Regions from separate parts of the Mus musculus genome. Here region 2 is linked to region 1. Evidence: chromatin contacts called from public Hi-C data. All regions are on one chromosome and are shown on one strand. Each heading gives the region's core, a stretch centred on a gene start, on an enhancer-like site or on the middle of the called end of the contact. The rest is flanking DNA. Distances are from core to core; before and after follow the strand shown.

Region 1 (5,764 bases), core at 3,092-5,591:
AGCTATGAGCCCTGTGTGGTTTGAGCTATGTGGATGACCTTCTGACATACTGATATTCTCCAATACTAGTGTCCCAGTGGCACTACCCATGGGTATCTCACTGGGTGGGGTGCTGTAAGTACAGGCAGGGCAGCTTGGCCATCCCACGGCTTGCACTGCCCTGCCTATAGAGTTCTGTCCCTGTCAACCTCTGACAGCAGGTCTTTAGAAGTGTTTATTCACTTCTCATTTCTAGAGCCCAGTCACAGGGATGCCACTCTCTTTAGTGACTTGCTGGGCACTTGAACAATGGTCTTTCACTCTTGAAAACATACTGTAAGCTCCAGGGAATTATAAGACAGTCAAGGGGATGGGGATGTCCGAGACACCACTCAATTGTACAGAAACCACTATTGGTTCCAATAGCAATCCCCAGTAAGAAATTATGTTGCCATTTGAAAGAGAAATGTTTAAACACAGGCTCATGTGGCACTGTTCTGGAAGGCTAAGGAGCCATTAGGAGGTGCGACCTAGCTGAGGAACATAGGCTAGTGGGAGGGCCTTTGAGGGTTAAGTCCACCTCTCCTTCAGGACCAACTCTGCTTCCTAATCCATTAGGATACAAGCAAATCCCTCCAGCAAAGCTCCCACAAGTCCCTGCAGCACAAGCTCCCACAAGTCCCTGCAGCAAAGCTCCCACAAGTCCCTGCAGCAAAGCTCCCATAAGTCCCTGCAGTAAAGCTCCCATAAGTCCTTGCAGCACAAGCTACCACAAGTCCCTGCAGACACAAGCCAAGTCACCATTCTTTTTCTGAGAAAATGGACTGTGCTCTGTAAACTGTGCCCAAATAACACCCAACCCTGTGCTGTCCTTCACGTTCTTTCTCTCGGGGGTTCCACAATGGAGGAGACAGTGGCTGAAAATCAGGACCCTACATTTATAGGTCTCCACAGAATTAGCTTGCAATGAATGGAAGCAGGAAGTCCTGTTATTAGAAGACAGAGTACAGCCAGGGTGCTGCTGGGGGTCTTTAACTCTTTAATCCCAGTACTTGAGAGGCAGAGGCAGGGGGATCTTTATGAGTTTAAGGCCATACTGTTCAACAAACCAAGTTCCAGGCCAATCAGAGCTACACAGTGAGGCCTTGTCTCAAGAGAGAGGGGCTGCGTGGTGGCGCACACCTTTAATCCCAGCACTTGGGAGGCAGAGGCAGGCGGATTTCTGAGTTCGAGGCCAGCCTGGTCTACAAAGTGAGTTCCAGGACAGCCAGGACTGCACAGAGAAACCCTGGAGAGAGAGAGAGAGAGAGAGAGAGAGAGAGAGAGAGAGAGAGAGAGAGAGAGAGAGAGAGAGAGAGAGAAGGCTGAAAGTGGTTCACAGGAGGAGGCTTGTATTTTTTTTAAAGATTCATTTTACTTGGATGAATGTTTTATCTGCACATATAAAGACAGTGCACCACACATGTACCCCGTGTCCACATGTATGTGGATATGTGCCAGTGTCCACGGAGGCCAGAGAAAGGCATCAAGTCCCCTGGAGCTGGAGTTACTGATGGTTCTAAGTCACCATGTGAGTGCTGGGAACTGAACCTGCCTGCGTCCTTGCTAAGAGCAGTAAGTGCTCTTAATTGCTGAGCCAAGTTCCCAGGTCCCAGGATTTTTAAAGTTTGGTTTTTTTAAGGTCATCTTGAGAAGATAACACTTTAAACTGTTTGTTTCTGTAAAGATGTAGGACATATTTAGTAAATCATCTTAGGTTGAAAGTAACTGTGAAGCCCATTCAACCTGGCTTTATGTTTTTAAATAACATCCTCTAGGGTGAGCCACCCGGGTTCTTCTGAGAAATGGTTATGGAGACCCAGCAGCCCCTTAGCAACCATGGGAGGGAAGTATTTCATACCTACAGCGATCAACTTCGTCAGCTCAACCAACCCACTATCCAGTCAGCTGCCTGGATGCCTGATTTCCCTACAAAAGAAGTTCTTGTGTGAGGAGGCTTGTGGGTAAGAGGAGGGGCCAGGACCACGCAGATGGAGAGCTAGCCTGTGGTCCTGGTCCTCGTGGACGCCTCTCACTGGAGCAGGCATGACGGCCCTTGTTGCTCCGTGTTGTCAGGCCACACAGTGGCTACCGTGGCTGCCCTCAGCTCAAGTGATTTCTAAGGAGGGTGATGACTGAAGGCAGCCAGGGACAAATCTTCATTCCTGAAGGGACATCGAGAGTACCGGCCTACCAAACAAGACAGGAGTTCAAAGAGTTGGGAAGTTTTTTGTTTTTTGTTTTTGTTTTTTTAAATCATCTGAAAATTCTGACAACTACGGCATTGTTTAAACCACAAGAAAGCCGCTGGCACCCACGAGCCATTAGCTCGTCTCCCTAAGTAAGTGTCTTGAAGGGAGGTGGATAAAGCGAGTCTGAGCTCTCATTAGTGCCCATTAAAACCCTCACGCTGACCCAACAGCTCCCTCCTAGGAACAAAACTCATGGCAGTGGGTGAAGACGAACACTTGCCCCTTTGGGCAAACGAACATCTAACTAATGACCAGACAATAAAAATGAGAAGATGTTAAAATGCATTTAGGGAAAGAAAAAGTAAAGATGCTAAATCCATTCAATAGAGAATAAAGCTACTTAAGAAGGAGTGAAAATGTTTAATATTAAACGATGCTAAGGTTTACTGTCAAATCATTGTTAGTGATAATTATTAATAGTTGTGACAGTTTGGTAAAGAAAAGAATACAGTAAACAAATAATAAGGAAGACGGCTGTTTTCTTTCTTGGCTTATTAGATTTACAAAATTTCCACAGTGCATATTAACTAAGTTTTGAATAACAACAAAGCTTTTGTTTCTTCCCTTCCCTTACTGGATGCTATACTTTAGTAATCAAGGTTAACAGATATGCTACATAAAGTTCAAGGTTAGAAGACTGATTCAGTATTATGGCCATTAATTTTATACTATGTTTATTAGCTAAAATTCCCCATAATTTTGGTCTTGTGTGTGTTCACATGGGTGCACATGTATGTGTGCATAGACCACAGACATAATACCAGCTGTAGTTAGTGCCTCAGGTCCTAACCACCTTGTAGTCATGAAACAAGGACTCTCATTGGCCTGAAATTCAGTAAGTAGGTTTGGCTGGCTAGCCAGAGTCCCAGGGATCCACTGGGCTCTGCCCCACCCAGTCCTAGGCTCACAGCATACATCACCATACCCAGCTTGCTGTGTGTGGCTTCTGGGGATTGAACTCAGGTCCTCATGCTTGCAAGACAAGTTCATTACAGACTGAGCTGTTAGCCCAGTCCATGCCTGGTGGTTTTATTCTGTATTGTCAGTCATTGATTCCCTTCCCTTCGCTTCTCTTCCCTTCGCTTCTCTTGGCTTCCCTTCGATTCCCTTCCCTTCCCTTCCTTCTCCCCTAGTCTTCCTTCTGTTCTGTCCTCCCTCCCTCCCTCCCTCCCTCCCTCTCTCCCTTTCTTTCTGTCTTTCTGTCTTTCTTTTTCAAGACAGGGTCTCTCTGTGTAGCTCTGGCTGTCCTGGAACTCTCTCTGTAGACCAGACAGGTTTTGAACTCAGAGACCTGCCGGCCTCTGACTCCCAAGTGCTGGGATTAAAGCCGTGTGCTACGACTGCTTAACTACTGATTTTTTGTTTGTTTGTTTTTGTTTTTTTGGGGGGGGTTGTTTGTTTGTTTTCGAGACAAGGTTTCTCTGTGTAGCCCTGGCTGTCCTGGAACTCACTTTGTAGACCAGGCTGGCCTTGAACTCAGAAATCCGCCTGCCTCTGCTTCCCAAGTACTGGGATTAAAGGCGTGCGCCACTATGCCCTGCTCGCTACTGATTTTTTAAAAATCCCGTTTTTAAACCAAAATTTTACTAGAACTATTTATTTTACTAAAGACAAAAAAGACACACAGAAAGACCAAACCAAACCAAACCACCAACACCAGCAACAACAACAAAAACCTGTTCTGTGAACCATCTTTAGTTAATGAACTGTATTGGCTGAGGTGTCTGCAGTACAATCGGGGCCAGGGAACGGTCACTTGATTCTCTCGGGTGATGTGCCGTAGGTGGCTGGACCAGGCTCTGCGTAAGTGTGGGCAGACCTCAGAGCACAGAACATTCCGCAGACACCAGTGTGAGGCCAGCAGTGAGGGTCTAACACCCGCTGGGCTGGAGGGGCCACTGTGTGGGCTCTGCTCTTGAATCTCTCCCTGCTCATCTCTGTTTCCACTTCTCTAAGGCACTGGGATCATCTCTGTCTCTGTCTCTGTCTCTGCCTCTGTCTCTGTCTCTGTCTCTGCCTCTGTCTCTCTCTGCCTGGCTCCTTCCTTGGAATCACCCTTCTAACAAGTCTGGAATGTTACCCAACAAACTTTCCCCATTACAGCACTAATGATAACAGCTGTTTAATGTACAAGGCCTTCCAAGAGAATTTGTATTTAATCAGCAAATTCTGGAGATCAAAGTCTCAACTCCAAAGGAATGTATTGCTAAAGGGAAAATTCCAGGCAAGAAGTCAGCTGCAGAGGAAAACTCCCAGGGCCCAAAGTCCAGGACCTACATCAGTCATGCTTTCAAGTCTCTAAGGAAGAAAATGATCAATGTCTCCATCCGACCATCACTTGTTAAAGACCTGGTGCACGTTCTAGCTTGCTTTTCTGTTGCTGTGATAAATGGCATGACCAGAAGCAACTTGTGGAGGAAAGGTTTATTTCAGGTCACAATCTTTCACTGAGAGAAGTCAAGGCAGGCTCTCAAGCAGAAATGGAAGTGGAGAACATGGAGGCCATTGCTTACTGTCTTGCTTGTAGGCTCCTGCTCTGCTAGATTGCTTATGAAGCCAAGGCCCACATCCATAGGGATGGTGCCGCCCACAGTGGGCTGAGCACTCCCACTTTGATCATTAATCAAGTCAGCCTTTCACAGAGGTGCCCCGCAGACCAATCTGATTGACACAATGCTTCGGTTGAGGTTCCCTCTTCCCAGGTGACGCTAGCTTGTGACAAATTGTCAATAAGAACTAAGGAGCACAGCATGCTGGGATCATGCTTGCTCCATCACACACCGTGTAAAGGAACCCGAGATTCTTAGCACTCACTACATGATGATTGGTTTCTTCCACTAATGTTAAGGGGAGACCAAGCTATGTACCCTAGAACACTGCAACTCCTTCGCAAGCATTCCCTGAAGGGCACAGAGCCCCAGTCACAGTCTCTGTGGAGATCTGTAGGGGGGATGCATGCATAGTAACTCCTTCCAGTAGCTCCCAGCCAAATCAGTCAGAAAACACTCAGCCATTACCAAGGGTGCAGTACAGGACCCAATAGTTTACTAGGGGCTCCAAATGCCTACGGCACAATTTTTGTCCACATACAGGGGTTAGCACTGCAGCTTGGAAGACAGGACTGAAGGCTGGGTGACAAGGGAATATGGAAGGACTGGGAAACAGCTCGGTTGGTTGGTACAGTTCTCACTTAGCAATCATGAGGATCAGAGTTCAATCCCAAGAACACATGATGAGAAGAGAAAAACAAAACAAACAAACAACAAACACCAAGCTGGGCGTGGTGATGCACATTTGTAATCTCAGCACTTGGGTGGTGGGGAGAGATGGATGCTAGTGCTCACTGGCCGGCTGGCCTATCCCACTGGGCAACAGGGCGGTAAAAATCCCTGCCTTGGAAAAGGGGCTACAGAAGAGTATCCAAGGCTGGCTTCTGACTGCCACAGGCATGTAGGTACACATGAATGTGCACACGTGAGACTCTAAAGAGATGC
Region 2 (6,242 bases), core at 3,595-6,094, 1.2 Mb after region 1:
TTCATCACCAAGGAAGTCAGGACTGGAACTCAAGCAGGTCAGGAAGCAGGAGCTGATGCAGAGGCCATGGAGGGATGTTCATTACTGGCTTGCTTCCCCTGGCTTGCTCAGCCTGCTCTCTTATAGAACCCAAGACTACCAGCCCAAGGATGGCACCACCCACAAGGGGCCTTTCCCCCTTGATCACTAATTGAGAAAATGCTTTACAGTTGTATCTCATGGAGGCATTTCCCCAACTGAAGCTCCTTTCTCTGTGATAACTCCAGCTGTGTCAAGTTGACACACAAAACCAGCAGTGCAGCAGCACCCCTCCATGGCCTCTGCATCAGCTCCTGCCTCCAGGCTTCTGCCGTGCTTGAGTTCCTGTGATGTGGAAGTGTGAGCCAAATGAACCCTTTCCTCCCAGACTTGCTTTTGGTCATGGTGTTTTATCACAGCACTAGTAACCCTAACTAAGACAAGGCTAAAAGCCATTTCCAATCAATTTCAGCCAGACACTGAACTTGGTCACGGGACCACAGCAAGCGGCCTGGTAACTACATCACACGTTTACAGTGAGATGAACACAGAGACCCTGGTCATCCCGGAGAGCAAACAGCCACTGTCGCTGTGTACCCAAAAAACCTGATTTTATCCAGAAAAGAAGACGTGAAAGAGCTGGGGATCCGGTGTAGGTCACCGTCCCTGATGTTCTGCTAGGGACCAGCATGGCCTGTGACAGCGCAGCTCCACCCCACCTGACCCGGGCCTGGGTCACGGACAGGACTGTTTCAAGCTTGACTCTCACCCCTTGAGTGCCTAGGACAACAAGCCCAACTTGCTACAGTCTAAGAGCTTAATAAACACCCACCTGACAGCCAACACAGAGACAGGAGGGTCACACTTACAGAAACCAGAGCCAGGAGTATTCCCATGGGAACTCCCTGAAGGGATAATTTCCAGACAGAAAAGCCTTACCCTGTAAAGCCATGATCCTTCAAAATGGTTATCTTCCTGTGGAGCTGCTTATCTGCTGCAGGGAGGAACTTAACCAGCATGTCTGCATTAGAGAGGAGACCATCAGACTTAGGATGTGATTCAGATAAAGCACATGCCCCTCTCCCTCCCATCAGCCGCCCACGATAACCAGAGTGTCTGCCAGTTCACACCAAGTGTCCTCTTTAGGACAGCTCGCTGAGATCCCGGCTCCCTGAAGAGCTGTGAGCTTTCCAAGGCGGAGGACAGAAGCACAGACGCGAGGCTCAGGCTGCCCCTAAGCACATCAACAGCCTAAGAGGAAGCCGCCAGAGGGTTAGCCCTGCTGGGGGCCAGCTAGGAACAGGCTGCCTCAGCACACGCCCAGGACGGCAATACTGCGTTACACCTGATTCAAAGCAGTCCCCGCAGCCGTGACCACAGCCTCAGCCTAAACTGTGAAGCCTGGCGGACGTTTCTGAAGGAGAGAGAAAGCAATGGCTCTTTTGTTTTTTGAGGTGATAGAAGACTTCCATTCTGTGTTTTAAAAAGAAAGAAAAGCAAGGATTTGGGGGTGTAACTCTGACAGAAGCAAGCTTTCCTTTTCCTTCAGAGAGGGCCTGCACATGCCAGACCAGGCAGGCCACTGAGCCAACCCCTGGGCCCTACTCCATGTTAAACATAATGCTTGTTCCATGTGTTTACACGGTGTACTGGCGAGTTTTGTGTCAACTTGACACAGCTGGAGTTATCACAGAGAAAGGAGCTCCAGCTGAGGAAATGCCTCCATGAGATCCAACTGTAAGGCATTTTCTCAATTAGTGATCAAGGGGGAAAGGCCCCTTGTGGGTGGTGCCATCTCTGGGCTGGTAGTCTTGGGTTCTATAAGAGAGTAAGCTGGGGGCTGGAGAGGTGGCTCAGTGGGTAAGAGCACTGACTGCTCTTCCGAAGGTCCTGAGTTCAATTCCCAGCAACCACATGGTGGCTCACAACCACCCGTGATGAGGTCTGACGCCCTCTTCTGGTGCATCTGAAGACAGCTACGGTGTACTTACATATAATAATAAATAAATAAATCTTTAAAAAAAAAAAGAGAGTAAGCTGAGCAAGCCAGTAAAGAACATCCCTCCATGGCCTCTGCATCAGCTCCTGCTTCCTGACCTGCTTGAGTTCCAGTCCTGACTTCCTTTAGTGATGAACAGCAATGTGGAAAGTGTAAGCTGAATAAACCCTTTCCTCCCCAACTTGCTTCTTTTCTTGGTCATGACGTTTTGTGCAGGAATAGAAACCCTGACTAAGACACACATGAACTGCTTACAGTCAGAGCCACCACAAGACAACTACAAGGACTCAGAACAGGCCAATCTCAAAGCCAGCCGGCTTCCTAACTCACTGGACAAGTCCCCACTCACACTTTTCTTTACAGAGAAATCCCTGCATGCATTTATCATGTGTTGTCAGTGTACCACATACATACGGAAGGGCAGAGGGCAAATTACCGGAGCCAGTTCTCTCCTTCCACCCTGGACGTCCTGAGGCCTGAACTCGGGTCACCAAGCTTTACGGCAAGCCCCTCCTCCACCCACTGGCCCGTCCCATCTCGCTGCCCCAGCTCTGGCTCTTGTGTCTCTAGGAAGCATACTTGATATTCTGCCTTACGAAGGCAGACAGTGTCTCCTGAGAGTTACTATACTATACTCGTCCCAGCCTACACAGATGAACATAAGCCGGGCACTGAAGCCTCTGGCGGCTTGCTCAGGGCTTAGCTGCTTCTTCTACCTGAGTGCTGAGTAAGTTTCCACTCACGACAGGCTTACTCCCTCTGCAGCAACAATGACGCCTCAGAACAAAGATGCCTGCTTCCTCCCAGCCGTGACACTCACACTCATCCGCTAAGCAGCTCTCTTCCCACTCCACCGTCCTGGTTCATGACCCGGATGAACCGATCAATCAGTATCAATCAGTTGTGCTGATTTTACTTCAACAAAGAAATTCCACTCAGGAAGCGCAGGCAGGCTCTGCCTGAGAAACTGAATGTTGCCTAGGACAGCTCTTTCCATTAGAACGGGAAATAACCACTATCAGCCAGTCCAACCTGCCGAGACAGGAACGCAGGCGTGAGGATTGCGGACGGAGACAAAGCCATACTCCAGGAGCAGCCTCTGGTTATCATGGGGGCCGTAGCAGATGAACACCTCCTGGTGCTTCCTACAGCGCGAGGCTGTTCTAATCTCATAGCACCTGGTTTTCTCGTTAAACGCCGCTTTTACCTACAGGAGAAGGTATGAGAGTCCTCTTGTTAGCGCAGGCCTAAAGGCTCATCAAGCCACCATGGTAATTTCAGTACGAGGCAGTGTGACACGCTCAGCAGGGAGACTCCCACGGACAGAGAATCCGACTCCTGCACTTCAGCCTGTTCCCTCCTCCATCTCGCCCTTACCCAGGTGAGGGAGGAACTCCAGTCATGGACTCTGAAAATGACCAAGCGTGACATCTGTTGGGAGTTGATCTGTCACAAACAGCCTAAGAGAAGAAACTATGGCAGTACTAAGACTGTTGTTAGCAGTTGCAAAGGCTCCACCAACTGTGGTCTTGATCACTGGCTGTTATTTGTTAATAGTTCTTTAAGGTAAGAAAGGTCTTTTGTAGCTCAGGACCCTCAGGCTCCCACCAACTATGGCTGGGGCTTTCTATGGTCATCTATAGAATCACCAAGGTCCACAAATGTCCACAAACAGCAATAAAATCCAAGTGAGGCTGCTGGGGAATGACTGAGTCCCTGTGTCCAGCCTCACATGCTCTGTGTGCCCAGTGTCACTGCCTGGATCGGGGAAAGGCCTGGCTCAGCACAGGGCCCGCAGGCCTGGAGGGCAGCGCAGTGCAGAAGCTCAGCAGACATTTGCTAGAATGACGACAGGGCAGCATGAAGGCGGTGGCCCGGCACATCCACCTGAAGCAGGCTACACCTCCACTACCATTCCATCCTTGACTCAGAACCCTTGTCCCTACATGGCAGGCTTCTGTAACGGCAGGACCTGTCTCCATGCCGCCCTCTCACCTGCACATGTGGGCTGTGATTCAGCAGGTCCAGGAACGGAGCAAGCGCACACGTGTCCGGCTCTGCGGAAAGGCACTCCTGCCTCCTGGACCTCAGGTACACAGCCCTGGTGTTCACCGTGCACCAGGCCCACAGGAAGGCTCGGTAGCTGAAAACGCTGTCCACAGGCTCTGCAAACAGAGGCTGCAGGGTAGAGAAGAAGCCTCTAGCGGAGGTAAACAGGTCCTGCACTCGGGCTCTCTGCTCTTCCGCCTTCGCCTTTAAAGGGCTGGGAAGAAGATCTACCACTTCCGGCTCCAAACACACCGGGCAGGTGTATGACTTGGGTAAGATGTCCAGGTAAGACTTCCAGAGGGACCGACAGCCGGCATGCTTTTCTGAGACTAAGAAAGTACACAAGGCCAGCAGAGGAGACACAGGAGGCTTCCACCTGGTGAAATGAGGAGACAGATGGGAAGAGTTAAAGTGTGGACTCTCACAATGTCGTCTGCCTCAGAGGGGCTGTGTTCAAACTGTCAACTCTCCAAGACACAGGCATCTTTCCTAGGGCCGTGCCTCTCCCGAGCCGCCACTTCCGTGACTAGCAGGTAAGATTCACTCCCGTTTAAAAACCCAACACCTTGTTTCCAGCCTGGTTCTCCTGCTGAAGGCTTCTGAGTTTTACCGTGTAAAGGTAAATAACACAGGGTAAATAACACAGGGTAAATAACACAGGGTAAATAACACAGGGTAAATAACACAGGGTAAATAACACAGGGTAAATAACACAGGGTAAATAACACAGGGTACAGAGGGTAGAAGGACAGAGCCACGCCAGCCAACACAGTGAATGCTGGCTCAAGTAACTATTTCAATTTAAACTACTACTCATTCTTTGCCGGGTGTGGTGGCGCACGCCCTTAATCCCAGCACTCGGGAGGCAGAGGCGGGCGGATTTCTGAGTTCGAGGACAGCCTGGTGTACAGTGTGAGTTTCAGCACAGCCAGGGCTACACAGAGAAACCCTGTCTCGAAAAACCAAAAAAAAAAAAAAAAAAAAAAAAACCAAACCAAAAGGAATCATTGTTTAGTAACACAAGGCACATTCCCATTCCAGTCACTGCACAGGCATCTGTGGCTCCTGGACAGTGCAGAACAAAGCAGCCACACCTTTGCTGGGGGTTCTACTGGACGGCACCACCAAGACAGAACTGTGGAATCCGAAACTCCCAGGTTCTAATACAAATCATGTAGCTGCTGAATAATTACTCATAATTCAGTCCCTAAGGCACAAACAGACTCAGAAACATTACCGTTATTCTTCGAAGCCCAAATTCCCATGTTACCACACACTGTACTGCGATCTGAGTGACTCAGAGAATAAGGGCCAGAGAGCATCTTCACTTTGCACAGGCACATAGAGAGCCAGGGGTACAGGGTTCATAGAGAGCCGGGGGAGGGGCCTATAGAGAGGGGGGGTAATGGGGTTCATAGAGAGCCGGGGGAGGAGCCTATAGAGAGGGGGGTAATGGGGTTCATAGAGAGCCGGGGGAGGGGCCTATCGAGAGGGGGGGTAATGGGGTTCATAGAGAGCCGGGGGAGGGGCCTATAGAGGGGGGGGGTAATGGGGTTCATAGAGAGCCGGGGGAGGAGCCTATAGAGGGGGGGTAATGGGGTTCATAGAGAGCCGGGGGAGGGGCCTATAGAGAGGGGGGGTAATGGGGTTCATAGAGAGCCAGGGGAGGAGCCTATAGAGAGCTGAGGGGTAATGGGGTTCATAGAGAGCCGGGGGAGGGGCCTATAGAGAGCTGGCGGTAACGGGGTTCATAGAGAGCAGGTGGAGGGGTATCCACTTGGGTTAAGGGTCAGCACCATCTTTGAACCCAACGTAGAAATAATTTCTGCTGAGGCTCTCCCTCCTCTGACTTCAGGGATGCTCTGAAAGCAAGGCTCACCACCACATGCCCAGGACGTGGCTCTCAACCTACAGCACCTACCCTCCCCCATTCCTAACTAAAGCTCTGCCCTAAGGTCAAATCTGTTCAAAGGTGAAGAAGCCAAGCTGGTACAACAGGGTGAACCTGGGACAGTGGCCTAGCATCTGCCAAGCTTTCTAGGGTAGAAGGAAACAGCCACACCATTGTCACGTACACCATCCCATCCCATGCTCACTTTCTAGTAAATAGGGGACAGGGTGAGCACCACATCCTAGGCAGCCTGGAAAACCTTGGAAACACAGTTCACACTGAACC

Evidence for each region. Hi-C and Micro-C count contacts between places; a contact is called where the count stands out from the background.
Region 2: a Hi-C map of liver shows a contact between it and region 1, with 2.1 times the contacts expected there. The contact joins two enhancer-like sites. A contact is called at or near these places in 2 of 484 Hi-C or Micro-C datasets (both in liver), 3 of 115 datasets of contacts at active chromatin or transcription factors (embryonic stem cells and extraembryonic endoderm stem cells) and 2 of 9 other capture datasets (embryonic stem cells and macrophages).

The regions. Positions count from the first base shown.
Region 1 is chr16:92,403,625-92,409,388 of GRCm38.p6, forward strand. All of the region lies in intron 1 of Rcan1 (regulator of calcineurin 1), which reads right to left. Among named protein-coding and RNA genes, the nearest start is that of Gm29805, 24 kb to the left of the region's middle. Within about 2 kb of position 4,342, at least 11 of the 459 cell types and tissues checked have an H3K27ac peak or open chromatin away from gene starts, as enhancers often do. A contact at or near this core is called in liver, where this site is marked.
Region 2 is chr16:93,586,862-93,593,103 of GRCm38.p6, forward strand. It overlaps Setd4 (SET domain containing 4), which reads right to left. Exons shown (of 12, transcript NM_145482.3): 7 at 4,013-4,442; 8 at 3,050-3,224; 9 at 958-1,039. Among named protein-coding and RNA genes, the nearest start is that of Setd4, 14 kb to the right of the region's middle. Within about 2 kb of position 4,845, at least 27 of the 459 cell types and tissues checked have an H3K27ac peak or open chromatin away from gene starts, as enhancers often do. A contact at or near this core is called in liver, where this site is marked.